Regions from separate parts of the Triticum aestivum genome. Here region 2 is linked to region 1. A link is a contact called in public Hi-C data. All regions are on one chromosome and are shown on one strand. The core of a region is the stretch at or near the end of the contact, and the rest is flanking DNA. Distances in the headings are between cores, read along the strand shown. Region 1 holds the start of LOC123060480 (transcription factor GTE9). Region 2 holds the start of LOC123060482 (aromatic aminotransferase ISS1).

Evidence for each region. A called contact is a pair of places that touch in the nucleus more often than the background predicts.
Region 2: a contact with region 1 is called in a Hi-C map of leaf, with 4 times the contacts expected there. The contact joins the promoter of LOC123060482 here to the promoter of LOC123060480 in region 1. A contact is called at or near these places in 3 of 5 Hi-C or Micro-C datasets (all in leaf).

The regions. Positions count from the first base shown.
Region 1 is chr3A:96,665,888-96,668,587 of IWGSC CS RefSeq v2.1, forward strand. It overlaps LOC123060480 (transcription factor GTE9), which reads right to left and starts at 1,350. Exons shown (of 11, transcript XR_006427985.1): 1 at 858-1,350; 2 at 1-548.
Region 2 is chr3A:97,458,133-97,460,894 of IWGSC CS RefSeq v2.1, forward strand. LOC123060482 (aromatic aminotransferase ISS1) reads left to right here and starts at 1,361. Exons shown (of 10, transcript XM_044483230.1): 1 at 1,361-1,516; 2 at 2,414-2,505; 3 at 2,619-2,666. The coding sequence starts at 2,443.

The sequences.
Region 1 (2,700 bases), core at 100-2,599:
CATTTCTGAGTCATCAGCTTCTTCAGAATAGCTTCGCACTGCTTGAGAATTGTAGCTTCAGGCAACACTGTAGACGTTTCAGGCCGGGGTTTTGTCGGCAAGAAGCGTCCCTTGGCACCACGGACAACATGGCTCCCCCTTTGCACCTTTTTAGCTCGAGGGGCAGCTGACGATGACAGCGCAGGTGCTTTGCTGACAGGCATGACGGACAAAAACTCTGGCTTCTTGAGGAGTTCTCGAACCGAATCAAGCTCTGCCCGGAATCTCTTCCGAAGGTAGCGCCGCTCAGACGACGACATCTTAGACGGGACAAAGATCTCTCGCTTCACATCAAAGCCATCACTATTAAGGCTGATGCACTTGCGTTTTGACGCCGAGAAACCTTCCGGGCCAGCACGAACAGGGCTGCCTGACTCGCCCACAGTCTCTGCATACCCCGTGCCCCGGTAAGCTATTTCATCGTAGCTCCGTTTAGCCTGCATCTGCGGCCCGCACTCCATGCGGACCGTTGGTGTCATGTTACCAGGCGCCAGCGAGGCGCAGACCTGCTGAATAATGACAAACAGCTTCAGCCACACACACAGGCACCAAATTGAAACCTCACGCGGATTGAAATGAGAACACACAAACCGAAATTTACAGGTATTCAAATGTCGTGCAGCAAAACCCTAACATTACACTTGGCCCTAGGACCAATCCGTACCAAGCGAGCCTATGTCATCATGGCTTGAAAGCGGGATATGACAGCATCATTTGTTAATTTCCCACTGGTGAAATCAATCAGATCTAAATCCAAACAGAAGCTACAAATGTAGATGCCAACGAGTGGATTTCAGATTGGAAGGGGGTTAATTCACCTTAGGCTTGGAGATTGAGGTCGTTGGCATCTGGAACGAGACCGAGACGCGCCCCGTGATCCCCTGCGCGGCGTCGAAGACCTCGGCGGCTGTGGCTTGGGGACAGATCCGCCGCTGCGGCTTGACGGTGAGCCTGCAAGCGCCTCCCCCCTCCGCCTACTGTGGGCAGGACGGCCGCCGGGGCGCCGGGCGGGCGGGCCGCGGGAGCCTCCTGGGAGCGGGAGGGCGAGCGGCCGCGGCGTGGATTCTCCGGGCTCCGGCCGTGGCGTCGGGCGAGACGGGAGGACGGGAGGTGCAGGGTGCGATGCGGTGCGCGTCTGTGCCTGCTTATCCTTTTCCTCGACGAAGCGACCGAGCCCGAACTCCTCTTCCTCGCCGAAGCGACCGAGCCCGAACCCAAAGTAGAGTCGGTTCCTGCGCACGAGCCGGTCCAGTCGAGACCCGAAGTGGAGCGGAGCGGAGCGAAACGGTACGATTCGATGCGACTTGACGCGCGCGGGGCTGGTGCCCCTCTAGGTGGGTATTTATAGGGGTGGGGGGATACGAGGGGCGGTGGGTGCCCGATCGTGGCCGTCGGTTGGCGGGGATCGGACGGGCAGCGGGAAAGATGTACGCGCGGGGCCCACCGGGACCGACGTGACGTGGAGCGGGGCGCGCTTTGACTTTCTTCCAGAAGGTTTCTGGTTTGGGCAAGGATCGCGGGCTGTATGACGATGTATCGTGGGGCGACAAGGTTTCTGGGACCACTTGTCATTGTGGTTGAGTAGGTTTGGTGTAGTACCGTACTGTTTAGGGAGCGGCCGTCTTTTGTCCAGCACGCGGGATCTGGGTGGGTCGGGTGACGGCCGGAGAGCGGTGTGACCTGGAGGCGAAGGCTGGTGACACGTGGAAGCAGTGGGTCTTGGGACTCCTGGTCTGCCTGCTGGGTGTTTTTCGGTTGTGAAAAGGAGATTTCCCCTAAAAATTGGAGCGAGGGAACCACGTGCGGGATAGGGAAGATCCTGCTTTTAAACTGCTCACAATGGGAAGTAACATAGAGTAGTAACTTGCCGATGTTATTAGTCTATATTACTATCTCCAAGTGCGAGTTTTGGCTCGATGAGGTTCTCTACCTTGGGCATATCATTTCTGCCAAGGGCATATCGGTGAATCCTGAGAAGGTGTCTGTAATTGTGAATTGGGAATCATCTCAGAACGTGAAGCAACTCCGCAGCTTTTTTGGGCTCGCAAGCTATTGTCGAAGGTTCGTTGAGAACTTTTCAAAGATCGCGAAGCCTCTTTCCAACCTTCTTCAGAAGCACGTGAAGTACGTCTGGTCTCCTGAATATGACATCGCTTTCAACACCCTGAAAGAGAAGTTAGTCACTGCTCCAGTTCTGACTCCTCCTGATGAATTCAAATCGTTCGAGGTCTTTTGTGATGCCTCTCTTCAAGGTCTTGGTGCAGTGTTGATGCAAGAGAAGAAAGTTGTGGCTTATACCTCTCGCCAGTTGAAGCCTAATGAAAAGAACTACCCCATTCATGATCTCGAATTGGCGGCAGTTGTTCATGCTCTTTTAACTTGGAGACATCTCTTATTGGAAAGAAAAGTGGACATCTTCACTGACCACAAGAGTCTCAAGTACATCTTCACTCAGCCTAATCTCAACCTCAGGCAGACTCGTTGGGTCGAAATGATTTAAGAGTATAATCTGAGTATCGAATATATTCCAGGCAAGGCCAATGTAATTGCTGACGCTTTGAGCAGGAAGGCTTACTGCAACAGTTTGATTCTCAAGCCTTACCAACCCAAGCTTTGTGAAGTTTTCCGCAAACTCAATCTGCAAGTTGTTCCTCAAGGTTT
Region 2 (2,762 bases), core at 111-2,610, 790 kb after region 1:
GTCTCCGCTTGAAGCTGCTGAGCACGAGCGTCCAAAGCCACCCGCTTCGCGGCCATCCTGACCTCTTCTGCTGCTAAATTTTCCTTGGCCTGTGCCATCTCTTCGCGTACCCGTGCCACCTCCGCGTCATGCTGAACTTTATCCGCCGGCTCTATCACAACAGTCAACAGAGCCGTCAGCTTATCCATGAGGTCCATTAGCATCTGAGCCGGGGGGCGCGCGGGGTCTCCTGACCCGGCCGCTGCCGATCCGGTGGTTGTTGCTGCTGCAGCCGTGGAGTTCTGCCCGGGCTGAGTGCCTGCCATGAAGACTTCGGCTCGATTCGGCGGCTCAAAGGGGTCCGGAATACTGCTGCCATCGGAACAGCCCCCAAGCATGCCATCCTGCAACTGATACAAAGAATCCGTCTCGCCTGTTGATGACGTAGCGTCGGAACAGATGGCCGTCTCACCGCCATCCACTGATCCTTCCGAGTATTCACCTCCATGTATGCAACCCACAAAGGCACGCTTTACAGCGGGTCGGGCCCGGGCGGGCCTCGCGCGCTGAGCCGTCTCGATGATGTTGGTGCAGACGTCCGGCTCAGGGCCCGATTCGCCGATCCGGCCAATGAAGACATGAATCCCGCCGAAGGGGACCCGGTACCCGTACTCAATTGAGCCGGTCTCGGGGCCCCAGCTTTCGTCGTCGATGTAGAGCTTGCCGCGACGACTCTTGGTCATCCGGCCCACAACGTATCCCTTGAGCCCTTCGAAGTTGCCCTTCAAGAATTCAAATCCACCGTGCGCTGGCCCCGCGGTGGGCGCCAACTGTCGTGGAATTGTCACGGCAGATATCCTAGCAAAAGGACTTAGTCGTACCTGATAGCTATATCCCCAAGAGAAAGGGAGAGGGATGATTTGACTTGTGAAGGCAAGAAAACAAAATCGAAAGGAGAAAATAACCGGTGCTTGTGGGCCAGATACAATAAGGCCGAGACATGTGCCTGGCCTATAGATACGTGTCGTGCGGTTTATATGAAATCCGGTCGTTTTGAATGAATTTCGTTCGGTTCGTTCGAATTGTTGGCCGGATGTATGCGGACAGTGTTGTATGGCGGCTCTCCGCATCTGTGTCTGCGACTGGTCCCCTCTCTTTTCACGGACGTATGCGGGAGAAAATTTACGGGTTGTTGTTGAGATAATAAAGGCCCATAGAATACGTGTCGTGCCTGAGAATCGGCTGATTTCTTTCCCGTTGAGGCCGTTTTACGAAAAGAAAGAAGAAAGTAAGAGCACCGGATGCACGATTCCATGTCGTCTCTCCAACCTCCAGTTCCATGCCGTCACGTCACCGCTCACGCCTGGAACCGATCCGAGCCAACTCAGTTCATGCACGCAGGCACGCCCGCCGCGACAGGGACCCGACGACGCACACGCACCCACCCACCTCCGCCCATCGCGTACTACAAATTACAGTAGCCGGAGACCCGACGGACGGCGTACAGTCGTCGTCACCCGCCGCGCCCAGCCTCCCGGTAAGAAGCCAAGCCAATCCCATCCAAGCCTTCCCTCCTCGTTCTCCTCGTGCGGGTGGATAGAGTAGAGTAGATAGGCAGAGTAGATCGACCGCGCGTCGCCGTGGACTCGCGGGGTTGGTGGTTTGGTGGTGCCATCCTCACCCGTGTGACCGGGTCCGCTGTGTGCGCAGCACAGCACGGTGGCTGGCTGCCTGACCGGGTCTGCCTCCATCTCCGGGCCTTTTTGTTCGCACCTGGATTATACTACTGCCATCCCCCGATTTCCCTGGGAAACGCAAAGTGTGCCTTCGTCGCCAGAGATCTAGCGCCGGTGGCATGGCACCTTCCCGTGTTCTTTCTTTATTTATAGCCTCAGCTCCCCACTAGGAGTTTTGTTTCCATCAACAAAACCTAACCATTAATTTGACCAGAATTATCCGCGTGAAATGCCGCCCCCCTAAATCTCGCAGCAGCAGAAATTGGGCTCGCATTTTATTTTCACACCAAATGGCTGCCAAAAACACTAGTAGTCCGTATTTTTTAGTCCCAAGAAGGAGAGAGAGAGAGAGAGATCAAGGCTTATCCTCCTCCTCCAGCGACCCGGCTGGGCCAAGAAAGTCCAGGGGAAGAGACAGAAAAGAAGAACAGAAAACAGTGGGAAAAAGAGGCCGGGCTCCTCGAATCTCTCACTAATTTTCTCCTTGTCTGCGTGCCTACGCCTTGCCTCCTTCGGGGTTGGTGAGCGAGCGAGCTCGGGATCAGTTGGGGACTACACACCCAGAGGTTGTTGTCCGAGAATTATTTAGGCCCGCCCCCTTCTTCCTTCCACGCCTTCTTAGCCTCGCCTCGCCTCGCCTCCCTTCTCTGGTCAGTCTTCTCGGATCTCCGGCTCAAATTCGTCTCCCCAATCCCCAGTTCCAGGTTCTTGGAGGAGGGGGGAGGCCATGGGCAGCTTCGCCAAGCTGGCCAAGAGGTGCGTGGAGACGGAGGCGCCGGTCATGGTGAAGGTGAGATAGACCTCCCCACCCCACCCCACCTCGTCAACAATCTCCTGCCTTTATTATCCCCAATTTCTTTGTCTTACTTGGTGGCCTCTTCCTGGTTCCCTTTTTTCTTTCAGATACAAGAGCTGCTTCGAGGGGTCACTGATGTGATGTCGCTTGCGCAGGTAAACCTGCCTGAATTTCTTGGCGTATTAACCTATCATTGTGTTTGTTCCGGTGTTGTTTGGGAAGATTCTAGGCGATAGGATTGCGGAAAGGAA